Linked DNA regions of Pan troglodytes: region 1 is linked to region 2. Evidence: chromatin contacts called from public HiChIP or PLAC-seq data. All regions are on one chromosome and are shown on one strand. Each heading gives the region's core, a stretch centred on a gene start, on an enhancer-like site or on the middle of the called end of the contact. The rest is flanking DNA. Distances are from core to core; before and after follow the strand shown.

Region 1 (6,317 bases), core at 210-2,709, 150 kb before region 2:
TGATGTATTCCTCCTGCACCTCCAGGAACTCCAGCTCTTGCTGCAGCTTCTGCGAGCAGAGAGGGGACAGAAGGGGATGGCTCCAGACTTGCTGATCCAGAGAGTGGTGGAAAGTGGGGAAGAGTATGAGATGCCAGGTCCTGTGCAAGGTCTGGGTTGGGGGTTGAATGTACCTTGTAGCGGCTGTACAGGTCCTCCAGGTCCTCAGGCTCAGGGCCCAGGAAGGACAGGCCGGTCTGGGGCCGGGACACGGACAGTGCTGGGATCTCATCCTAGACCAAAGGGGATAACTCACATTGGAAGAAGACAGTCCTCTCATGAAAGCTTCTCAACTTCACTAATGTTTGTTCCCCTCCCCACTTCACCCTGATGTCACTTAGCTCCTAACAGACCCCTGATATCTTAAGACCCTCTAAATAGATCCTGGAAACCTTTTGGCCACCTAAACAAGCTCTTTATGTCAACTTGCCCCTCAAACAGATCTTATGTTATCATATACCACTCATAACATGTCCCCAGTGTCACACAACCCCCAACTAGGATCTAAACGTCACATCAACTCCTTATCAGACCCAAATGCCACCCAATCCCCTTCAAGAGGTTCCTAATGTCACATGGCTCTCCTAGATAGGCTGTTAAAGTGACTGCGCCTTCAACGAGTCCCAACATTCCCCAGTTTCCCCTCAAAGATCCCTTATGTCACAGTCTCCTAACTCACATTAGACCTAAATATCACTCAGCCAAGCCACAGATAATACTTAACTACCCGCCCCATTACCCCCATCAGCAAAGCCCTGAACATCAGTCAGCCCCGCAGCCTAGACCCGGGGATCACTCGGCCGCACGGCGGGATCCCATACATCACTCACCGCCTGACCCAATCCCAACGCCGGGCCACCGACCTCACTAAGCACTACCGGCCAGGGTTCGAAATCAATCCGTCTCAAAGACCCACTAACGTCACTCACTCCCCCAGCCCCGCTTTCTGAGCCTTACCTCCTACCATCACTCGGCCACCCAGACAGGCCTTCGAATGGCACAAAGCTCTCCACCGAGGCCTCTGAAATAACCCCAACCTGGGCCGGGGTCCTGGAAGCCATTCCTCCCCCCACTCAGGTCTGGCTTCACCCTCTCCCCGCGAGCCCGGCCCGGACTAAAAAGCCCAAGTCCCCACTGTACCTGAGCCTTCTCCACCAAGATGCCTATCTCCTCCATAGTGACCAAGCCGGCCTCTGTGTGGCCTGGGATGATCTGTCACCGCTTCCGCTGACGACAACGGAAGTCCCTGGCTGAGGAGGCTTCTGGGAAGTGTAGTTTAAGTTACCGCTGAGAGGTGCTGGAAGGGCAGGATAGGACGAAGGGCTGGTCTGGGCTCCGCCCTCAACATAAGCTCATGCGCTGTCCGTACCCGCAGGCGCGAGGGCGGGACGGGAGCTGTGCGCGTGCGCAGTATCACGCGATGGCGCCATCTCGCCCTGCCGTGGAGGGCTGGGGGTTCTCTCCGGGAGGTGGCGCAGCCCCGTTGCTCTTTCAACGGAGTAAGTTCGCAGAGCTCTGGCACGGACAGTCTGGCGGCCAACTGCTCTTCGCTTTCTAGTGTCTGGGCTGGAGGGTCCTTGAGCTGGGTTCCACAGAAGGGATTGATCGTACGGGCGGGTAAGGTCTCCACGTGGCGCTGATCCCAAGATTGTGCGCCGCGCGGGCGTGGGAAGATCCGAGCTGCCCCTGAAGGTGACATTTCATACTGGGCTTTACCCCGGGATTGAGGAGCCCCGAGCCCGCAGTGAGCAACCAATCGAGTAGAACCCACGCGTCTGGGCTGGGGAAAAGGAGGCAGCGAGTGCCCAGAAGTTGGGTTGCACAGGAGATCCATAGACCTTAGTTCTGTATCCCAGGTTTCCGCCTTGCAGATCTATGCCAGGTCCTGTGCTTAAGCTTTACAGACGTCATCGTCGCAGGTATTATGTTTCCTCATTTATAGAGAAGGAGACAAGCTCAGAGCCACGAAGCCACCGGCCACAGTCAACAATGTGCCGAAGGGACAAAGCATAGATTGGGACCCAGGTCTGTCTGTCCCCAAAGCCTGTACTCTTGGCCCCAGGGATACACTGCTACCCTTCACACCAGCTACAATTTTTGTTAAGTAAACCTTTTATTGAAGTTAAATAAAGAGAAGAGCACAAATCATTACAGCTCGACAAAATTACACAAAGTGAACATGCCCATACAACCTGAATCCAGATCGCAAAACCAAACAGTAGAAGCCTCATGTGCTCCCCTTTCCCCCATCCCTTCTTCTCCCCCCTCCACTCCCCGCCCCGAGACGGAGTCTCACTCTGTTGCCCAGGCTAATATTTGTATTTTTAGTAGAGACAGGGTTTCACCATGTTGGCCAGGCCGGTCACAAACTCCTGACCTCAAGTGATCTGCCTGCCTTGGCCTCCCAAAGTGCTGGGATTATAGGCGTGAGCCACCACTTCCGGCCTCCCGATCCCTTCTAAAGGTTATCATTCATCTGTCTTTTTTCTTTTTTTTTTTAAGAGATAGAGTCTCTGTCGCCCAGGCTGGAGTGCAGTGGCACGATCATAGCTCACTAGAGTCTCCAACTGCTGGCCTCAAGCTATCCTCTCTCCTCAGCCTCTGAAAGCACTGGGATTACAGGCATGACCCACCCCATGTAGCCTTTAAAAATATATCTTTTGAAAGAGGTTCTTGCTCTGTTGCCCAGGCTGGAGTGCAGTGGTGAGATCACTACTCACTCCAGGTTCAACCTCCCAGACTCAAGCAATCCTATACCTCAGCTTCCCAAGCATCTGGAACTACAGGCGTGTGCCACCACGCCTTGCTAATTTTAAAATGTTTTTTGTAGAGATAGGGTTTTGCTGTGTTGCCCAGGCTGGTCACGAACTCCTGGACTCAGATGATCCTCCCACTTCAGCCTTCCAAAGTGCTGGGATTACAGACATGAGCCACTGTGCCTGGTTGGACTCGCCCCGACTTGTAACAGCTGGGTTACTTTTGTTTGTTTTGAATTCTCCTTCTCTCTAGCCCAGTACTCTGTGTACTGTGTTTGGCTTCTTTTAGTTAATGTTGTTTTTGTGAGATTCATGCATACTGTGTGTAGAAATAGTTCTTTCATTTTCATTCTGGATGGTTTCCATTTTATGACTATGCCCTATACCTCAGACTGGATATTTTCCAGTTTAGGGGTGTTATGGTGCTATTGTTACTGGGGGTCCTTGTTCTTAGAGCTCCCAAGATGGTGGTGGGCCGCTTCCAAGATGGCAGTAAGTCTCTTGTTCTCTGACCTGGGGTTCTTGGCCTCACGGATTCCAAGGAATGGAATCTTGGGCCATGCGGTGAGTGTTATAGCTCTATTCAGCTCGATTAGGAGGAACCCCGGGCACTTAGCCCGCGCAAGAACAATGGCGAGCCTCTAGCCCAATTGGGAGCGGCAATGGGTGCCGCCTCGCTGGATCAGAAGTGCAGTGGACACCCGGATCCGGAGGGGTGGAAGTCAGCGGCAGGTCTGCCACAGCTGCCATGGCAGCAGACAGCAGCGGTGGACAGTGAGCGAAAGCTCAGCTCAAGCCATAACAAACACAGACCAGAAGAGTGTACAGTTGCAAGGTTTAATAGAGTGAAAACAGACTCCCATAAAATGGGAGGAGACCCAAAGGGGATTGCCGTTGCGGGCTCCAGTGCCTGGGTTATATCCCGCCGATCATTGTCCCTCTCTCTGTGCTCTCAGGCGTTAGATGATTGGCTATTTCTTTACCTTCTGTTTTTGCCTAATTCGCATTTTAGTGAGCTCTCTTTACTACCTGATTGGTTGGGTGTGACCTAAGTGGCAAGCCCCTTGTTTAAAGGTGGATGCGGTCACCTTCCCAGTTGGCTTAGAGATTCTTAGTCGGCCTAGGAAATCCAGCTAGTCCTGTCTCTCACTATGAATATTCTAGTCTCTCACTATGAATATTCACTATGAATATTCTAGTATTCTAGTATGAATATTTCTTTGGGCAAACTTATGTATTCATTTCTTCTGAAAATAGATCCCCCTCCCAAAGAAAAACAAAAACAAAATAGACCCAAGTGTGGAATTGCTGGTCGTAGGGCAGGTATGTATTTAGCTTTAGTAGACACTGTCAGACTGTATTAATTTACACTCCCACCATTTGTATGTATACTTTTGATATTTTGTGTGTTTGGACATTGTTTTCTGTTTGGTGGATGGATCATGGGTTGTCACACGAGACACCACTTGTGCATTTACTTTTGGCCAGGAAAATTCCAAACCATGATCTCATAACAGCCCTCAGAGGTAGGTTTGCTTTTCCTCATTTTACAAATGAAACTGAGGTGCAGACAGGGGAAAGCCACTTCCATTAAGTTACAGAGAGAATTGGTGGCTCCTGCTCAGTGGAGACCACTGAGTAGGGAGCATCACTCTGCTGGGAGAACCCAGAGATTCATTAGATCTGGCTCCTGCCTTTCTTAAGGTCCTAGTGTCTGTGTTTCCACAAAAAAAGGGAAAATGACAATGACAATAAATCTTTTTGTTTTCCTCTGCATGAGCAACTCTTAATTCTGTAAGTTTTTGTTTTTGTTTTTGTTTTTGTTTTGAGACAGAGCCTTGCTCTGGCGCCCAGGCTGGAGTGCAGTGGCACAATCTTGGCTCACTGCAACTCTGCCTCCCAGGTTCAAGTGATTCTCATGCCTCAGCCTCTGGAGCAGCTGGGACTATAGGCGTGGGCCACCACACCTGGGTAATTTTTTGTATTTTTAGTAGAGACGGAGTTTGGCCATGCTGGCCAGGCTAGTCTCAAACTCCTAATCTCAAGTGATCTACCCTCCCAAGCCTCGAAAAGTGATGGGATTACAGGCGTGAGCCACCGTGCCTAACTTGGGCAACTCTTAATTCTGTATCCCAGGTTTCTACTTTACACCCAAAAGGCAACCTCGATTTTTACTTGAGACTTAGAATCTATTACTTAAAATGGAATCCATCATCTTGCCCCTGGCCTCCCATCCTTCCTGTTTCCAGGCTTCAGACTGAAACTCATCTGAGAGCTTTGCCTTTATTCCCCTAAGCCCAAATAATTGCCAGGTTCTCTCTGGCCCCTTTGGTAATGACAAATCAGTGTATCCCTTTGGAATTTTTATGGATAATAATCATAAATAACCATTTCCTGAACACTGACTATTGTGAACTAAAACAAAAATCAGGCCAAGTGCTCATTCCTGCTCCTATAATCTCAGCACTTTGGGAGGTGCAGGCAGGAGGGTTGCTTGAGCCCAGGAGCTCAAGACCACCCTGGGCAACATAGTGAGACCAAAAAATGTTTAAAAATTAACCCAGCATGGTCGTGCGCCCGTAGTTCCAGCCACTCAGGAGGCTCAGGTGGGAAAATCACTTGAGCCTAGGAGGTCAAGGCTGCCAGTGAGCCAAGATTATGCCACTGCACTCCAGCATGGGCGACAGAGTGAGAGACCCTGTCTCAAAAAAAAAAAAAAAAAAAAGGAAGGAAAGAGAAAAACCTACTTTTAGAGAATTAAAGTTAGTTTGATTCAGAAGTCTTACTGAGGATCACAACCTGGGAGAGTCTTTCAGAGTAACCGTTGGACTGCTCCGGAGGGTTTCAGCCTGCGGTTTTTATACAGGTGGCTGCAGCTCATGTTCTCAGAAGTTACATGAGAGCAAAATCCCATCAAGGTTTGGGTGTGACACATAATCATTAATCCTCTTCGATATTTTCGTACACACAGGCAGAGGCAAGGGCTAGGATCAATGAACTTTTCTTTTTTTTTTTTTTGAGACCCAGTCTCCCTCTGTCACCCAGGCTGGAGGGCAATAGGACAATCTCGGCTCACTGCAACCTCTGCCTCCTGGGTTCCAGTGATTCTCCTGCCTCAGCCTCCCAAGTAGCTAGGATTACAGGTGTCTGCCACCATGCCCAGCTAATTTTTGAACTTATCTTTTCCAAAATACAGTGATTTGGGCCGGGTGCGGTGGCTCACGCCTGTAATCCCAGCATTTTAGGAGGCCGAGGCGAGTGGATCACCTGCAGTCAGGAGTTCGAGACCAGTCTGGCCAGCATGGTAAAACCCCGTCTCTACTAAAAAATACAAAAAATTAGCTGGGCGTGGTGGTGTGTGCCTGTAATCCCAGCTACTCGGGAGGCTGAGGCAGAAGAATTGCTGGAACCTGGGAGGCAGAGGTTACAGTGAGCCAAGATGGCACCATTGCACTCCAGCCTGGAGACAGAGCAAGGCTCCCATCTCAAAAAAAAAAAATCTCTTTTCTTAGAAATTTGAAA
Region 2 (6,336 bases), core at 3,731-6,230:
ACTTCCGTCCCCATCTCTCATCCAGGAAGGAGATGACAAAATTGAGTACCGAGCCTGGAACCCCTTCCGCTCCAAGCTAGCAGCAGCAATCCTGGGTGGTGTGGACCAGATCCACATCAAACCGGGGGCTAAGGTTCTCTACCTCGGGGCTGCCTCGGGCACCACGGTCTCCCATGTCTCTGACATCGTTGGTCCGGTGAGTGAGTAGATGGAGAGTCAGGCAGGAGGTAAAGGCTGCCTCCCTTCTGCCAACCTGGAATATCAGGGTTTGACTGCTTGCCTGTGCTGTGTGACTTAGGGCCAGGCCCTTTTCTGTCACCGTGCCTGTGAGTAAAAGGAGTGGCTTGAACCAGATAATGTCATTCAACCTCACTCCTGGGTTCTTGGCCTCAAGGGAAGAGATGTGGGTGTGGGGTGACCAACCTTAGAGAGACAGCTGGGAGTATAGATACCAGACTATTTGATTTGATGGGCCTCTTTAAAATTTTATGCTGCTAAAACCTGCTCTTCTGGTTTCTTTAGAAAGAACCAGGAGATCTTCATGGTTTCTGAGCCTGTACAGGCTTCCCATTTAGAGGGCCCCTGGCACCCACGTGTCCCACTCTGTTACCCTTTGTTACTTTATGTGTTTATAAGCTGTTAAGTGTAGTGCCTTAAAACCTCAGGCTTTGGCCAGACGAGGTGGCTCATGCCTTTAATCTCAACACTTTGGGAGGCCGAGGCAGGTGGATCACCTGAGGTCAGGAGTTCGAGACCAGCCTGACCAATATGGTAAAACCCCATCTCTACTTAAAAATACAAAAATTAGCTGGGTGTGGTGACGTGTGCCTGTAGTCCCACCTACTCGGGAGGCTGAGACAGGAGAATTGCTTGAACCCAGGAGGCGGACGTTGCACTAAGCTGAGATCGCACAACTGCACTCCATCCTGGGCAACAGAGTGAGACTCAAAAAAAAAAAAAAAAAAAAAAAAAACACCTCAGGCTTTAATCAGGCAAGTTACCTAACCCATCCAAGCCTCAGTTTACCTGTCTGGAACATAGACTTGTGAAGATTAAATGAGTTAATTTCTGAAAGGTGCTTAGAGCAGTGGTTGGCCCATTGTTACATCATCTCTGTGCCTTGGCTTCCTGGTTTTAAGCCTCTGTTGGGAACCTGGGCTCTCAGGCAGATGGGATTGGGTACTTTTGCTACTTGCTGAATAACTCTTGGCCAGTGACTTTATGTCTGGACCTCAGTTTATTCATGTGAAAAATGGACATGATAACAATAGTCATTAGATGGTAGGGTTTTGATTTGGGGGTTGGAAGAGATGCTGTGTATAGTGTATGGGCCTAAAGTAGGCACTCCATGCATGAGAACTAGCATCACTGTTCATTAATTTTTAATTTATTTTAGGATGGTCTAGTCTATGCAGTCGAGTTCTCCCACCGCTCTGGCCGTGACCTCATTAACTTGGCCAAGAAGAGGACCAACATCATTCCTGTGATCGAGGATGCTCGACACCCACACAAATACCGCATGCTCATCGGTGAGGGGTCTGGGGGTGGCCCCGGTGGGGTAGGACAGGCCACTGCAGGCTTCCTGGAAGAAGCCAGTGGATCTCTGATTCGGATGGAGTTGGAGTGGATGAGCAGACCTCTTGAGTCTGCAGGAATAGAAAGGGGTAAGGGGAGTTAGGTGAGGTTGTGGAGGTGGCAGCTTGGCTTCAGAGTCTTGGAAGCCACCCTTGGAGGGCCAACCTCTTCTCCTTCAGTCTCCTCCCCATCTCCTAGGTCTCTTGTACTTCCTGCCTCTTGTATTTATTACACTACCCCTCCATAAAAAGCCTCCTTTTGGGGGTCCTAATCATTGTCTGGTGAGAGCATATCCCAGAAAACTAAGCATGGCTTGATCTGGAGGGGCCCACTGTGAATATTAATTACTTTGTTTAAAAAAACATTCAAAGATATAATATAAAAGTTGAAAAGCCTTATAAACCACCGCCAGAAGTAACTGATGAGAACAATTTGATGTCTGCTTTTCCCAGGTTTTAAATAATCAGTTTTCATTATACCACCTTTTCATTTTTTGAAAAGTCACACTGGCTTAAAAACATTATTTTTCATTCTGCTCCTTTTTCTTTCTGTATTTTATTTTTCCCATGCACTCATACCATCCCCTTTGTTCTGCAACTTGTTTTCATTTCACAGTCCTGTGGACACTCTTGCCTATAAGTGCTCACTCACTCTTACTTGTCTTTTTGATGACGTGTCTATCTCCCCACCAGACCTGGGAGCGTCTCGAGGGCAGGGTCCGGGTCTGACTCGTCTCTATGTCCCCCACGCCCGGCCCAGGGCTGGCCACAGAGTAGGTGGCAACCATGGTTTACAAAAAGAGTGGATGAATGATGTGACTGTGGGTTTTGGACTCATCTTGGGACACTGGAGGGAGGGGGACCAGTGGAGGTGGGGAGTGAAACTGGAGGCAGGGAGAATCTCCCAGGAACCTGCTGGTGATGGGCATAGGCCCCATGGGAGGATCTGGGGTGATCCCTGTGACTCCAAGTTTTAACTGCTGCTCCTTTCTCCTTAGCAATGGTGGATGTGATCTTTGCTGATGTGGCCCAGCCAGACCAGACCCGGATTGTGGCCCTGAATGCCCACACCTTCCTGCGTAATGGAGGACACTTTGTGATTTCCATTAAGGTGCGGGGTTTGGAAGAGTCTAAGATGGGGTGGCAGTGTTCTAGGGAGGTATCTTCTCTATCTGTATCTGTCAAATAGCCACCCAAAACAGAGGGGCCAAGTCTGCAAAACTATAGCTTTGGATTTAAAGAGGCAGGAGAGTGCAGCGGTCAAGTGCAAAATTGAGTCTGACCATCTGAGTTTAATCCCAGCCTGCTGTGTGACTGAGCAAGTTACTTAACCTATATGCCTCAGTTTCCTCACTTATGAAATAGAAATATTAGTCTAGTCTTTTTCAGGGTAGATGACAGGATCAAATTAGTCAATATAATATGAAGTGTTTAGAAAAGATCCTGGCATAGAATAGATACTAGATAAAAGCTAGGTGCATCTTTCACAACATTTTTATTTGGAAATAATGGAGAACTCTCCCATGCACCCTTCACAAGGTTCACCATTTGTTAGCCTTTTGCTACATTTGTTTTATTATTCTCAACTGCATTATTACTATTATTAAAGAAGAGGGAGTAGAAATAAGCCAAACAATTCCTGGGTATAAAATTTAAGCACTGGCTTTTAGATAAATAGGACTGTTTAAGGCTTCCTGCTTCAAATCCAAAACAAAACTAAAAACTTTTTTTTTTTTTTTAATTTGAGACAGAGTCTCGCTCTGTCACCAAGGCTGGCGTGAAGTGGTGCAATCTCAGCTCACTGCAACCTCTGCCTCCCAGGTTCAAGCAATTCTTCTGCCTCAGCCTCCTAAGTAGCTGGGACTACAGGCGTGTGCCACCACACCTGGCTAACTTTTATATTTTTAGTGCGGCCGGGGTTTTGCCATGTTGCTCAGGCTGCTCTGGAGCTCCTGAGCTCAGGCAATCTGCCTGTCTCAGCCTCCCAAAGTGCTAGGATTACAGGCACGAGCCACTGCACCCAGCCAAAAACTTTCATTAAGCCTTTTATCACATTTCCTAAACCCGAGTGTCTTAGCCCATTTTATGCAGCTATCACAGAATGCTATAGACTGGGTAATTTATTTATTTTTATTTTTATTTTTATTTTTTGAGATGGAGTCTTACTCTGTCACCAGGTTGGAGTGCAGTGGTACGATCTCGGCTCACTGCAACCTCCACTTCCCGGGTTCAAGCGATTCTCCTGCGTCAGCTTCCCGAGTAGCTGGGACTACAGGTGTGCGCCACCACACCCGACCAATTTTTGTATTTTTAGTAGAGATAGGGTTTCACCGTGTTGACCAGGATGGTCTCAATCTCCTGATTTCGTGATTGACCCACCTTGGCCTCCCAAAGTGCTGGGATTACAGGCATGAGCCACCACGCCCAGCCTTAGACTGGGTAATTTATAATGAATGGAAATTTATTTGGCTCCCAGTTCCAAAGGCTGGAAAGTCCAAGATTGGAGGTCTGAATCTGGCGAGGGCCTTCTTGCTGTCATCCATTGGCAGAAGGTTGAGAGCAAGATAGAAAGGGGGCATAATCATCCTTTTAATCAGCAACTCACTCTTGTGATAATAGCATTACTCTATTCAGGAAGGCAGAGCCCTCATGACCTGAATCATCTCTCAAAGGTCCCACCTCTCAACTCTTGCATTTAAGGGTTAAGTTTCCAACACATGAACTTTGGGGGACACACTAGAACCATAGCACTGAGTTTTACTTGAATTAATAATGAAAACATCTGGTTTAAAGAGCACACAATAGAAAAACAGCCCAAAGCCCTGTTGTAGACATTAGTCCTTTCTCCTCTTTAGGCCAACTGCATTGACTCCACAGCCTCAGCCGAGGCCGTGTTTGCCTCCGAAGTGAAAAAGATGCAACAGGAGAACATGAAGCCGCAGGAGCAGTTGACCCTTGAGCCATACGAAAGAGACCATGCCGTGGTCGTGGGAGTGTACAGGTGAGCAGGGGCCCAGCAATACACCAAGACAGACATCTCTGTCCCTTGCACCCCGAGTGCCATGATCCTGGGGACCCTCCTTCATCACCTATCTTCCTCTCACAGGCCACCCCCCAAGGTGAAGAACTGAAGTTCAGCGCTGTCAGGATTGCGAGAGATGTGTGTTGATACTGTTGCACGTGTGTTTTTCTATTAAAAGACTCATCCGTCTCCCATGTCTGCTGCTCATTCCTCCCCTTGACCTGCTGACACAGGGAGCACGCACCCTTGGTCAATTTTGCGGGGTTGGGTAAATTCTCACTCGGTCACAGAGCGCATGCTCCGTTTCTAGCTGCCTTTTGCGCAGCGGCAGCCGGTATTTCGGTTCTTGGGTGGGATTGGTAGCTCGCTGCGCATGCGTGCAGGTAAGCGGCCATCTCGCGCAGGCGGAGTGTCAGTGTGGGTCACGTGAGGGGAGCGGAGAGGGAGGGATGGGGGCGGAGTCCAGGGCGTGGGGGGGCCGGTTTGTTGTGGTCGCCATTTTGCTGGTTGCATTACTGGGTAATCGGGGCCCTGGCTTGCCGCGTCCGCCGGATACCCTCAGCCAGTGGGCAGGTCTGAGCTCGGGCTCCCCGAGCAGTTTGAGTCCCCTTGCCCGCTCCTTCAGGTAACGGCGCGGGGACGGGTGGGGCGGCAAGCGGTCGCAGGGAGGTGGGCAGGACGGGATCCGCCCTGCTCCCGTCGCCGTGAGACTTAGCACGAGGCCAAGGGAGGAGAGGAGGGGGGTGGCAGGCAGGTGCGGGCCCTGCCTGGCTATTCATAGTTGAATTCCTGGAACCGGCCAAGCCCGAGGGAGCAGTTGCAGGAGGGAGGCTGGGAGGGGGTAGCCGGGCCCCACTCCCGCCCTTTGTTTGGGCTCAGCTCCGCGGGCCGCTTCTTCGTCGCCTAGCAACAGCTGCCCTAGGCTGTGATTGGCTGAGCTCTTGGCACCAGCGACCAATGGTACAGTTGTTGCCATGGCAGGTGCCGATTGCCAAGCTCAGTCGGGCCCCGCCTTCCGGTCTCAGCAGGCCCAGGAGGGCCTCCTGGGTGGGGGGCGGGACGTCGGGTCCCTAGGGGCTGGTGGCCACTCAGGGTGGGGCGTGTCGCCCCTCCCCCGTCCACCTGCTCTACTCTTCCCCCGCGTGCCCTGGGCTGACCCTTGTCCCCTCCTCTCCCCGCCCCCGGTGGCAGTGGCGGCTGCTGTTGTCACCCACCGGGCCTCCTGTCCCGCTTGCCCTCCCCGCCGCGGGGCCGGCCGGGCCAGAGACAGGCGGTCGCCTTTTCAGCGCCGCCACCGCCGCCATGCTGGCCGCTCGCCCACCCCACTGGGGGCCCCACCGCGCCCCAGCCCCCCGTGGGCCCCGCGCCAGCCCTGACCCGGGTAGGGGGTGGGGGCTGGGAGAGATGATCCTGGTGTGGGAGGGCCCCGGAGAAGAGGTGGTTTTGGGGGGAAGCTCCAAGGGTGGAGGAGTCGTGGAGTGGCAAGGCATGGAATAGGAGAAAGGGATTTGACATGGGGGAGAGAGTGGCCCATGGGGAGAAGATTTTTGCTGTAGCTGACAACTCTGGGAAGAGAGAACCCTATGTGATAACTTGGGGATTTGACTTTGAGGCCCTCTAGGAGTGGACACAGTTGTGGAATGACCCTGGTATAAAGAGGGGTGCCTGGAGAAAGGTCTGTGGTAGGAATATTAGGGTGTGTGTGTGTGTGTAGGGGGGCAAGGAAGCAGTGTAGGGGAG

The links. HiChIP or PLAC-seq counts read pairs in DNA pulled down with a chosen protein or histone mark.
Region 1: an H3K4me3 HiChIP or PLAC-seq map of stem cell-derived excitatory neurons shows a contact between it and region 2, with 2.2 times the contacts expected there. The contact joins the promoter of FCGBP here to the promoter of DYRK1B in region 2. A contact is called at or near these places in 1 of 7 Hi-C or Micro-C datasets (stem cell-derived neural progenitor cells) and 1 of 1 datasets of contacts at active chromatin or transcription factors (stem cell-derived excitatory neurons).

Annotation. Positions count from the first base shown.
Region 1 is chr20:43,053,330-43,059,646 of NHGRI_mPanTro3-v2.0_pri, reverse strand. FCGBP (Fc gamma binding protein) reads left to right here and starts at 1,459. Exons shown (of 40, transcript XM_063801672.1): 1 at 1,459-1,538. PSMC4 (proteasome 26S subunit, ATPase 4) reads right to left here and starts at 2,107. Exons shown (of 11, transcript XM_001141307.6): 1 at 1,180-2,107; 2 at 174-272; 3 at 1-49. The coding sequence starts at 1,215.
Region 2 is chr20:42,905,072-42,911,407 of NHGRI_mPanTro3-v2.0_pri, reverse strand. It overlaps DYRK1B (dual specificity tyrosine phosphorylation regulated kinase 1B), which reads left to right and starts at 4,980. Exons shown (of 11, transcript XM_054674079.2): 1 at 4,980-5,007. FBL (fibrillarin) reads left to right here. Exons shown (of 9, transcript XM_016935931.2): 5 at 26-196; 6 at 1,397-1,529; 7 at 2,573-2,685; 8 at 4,430-4,575; 9 at 4,681-4,785. The coding sequence ends at 4,705.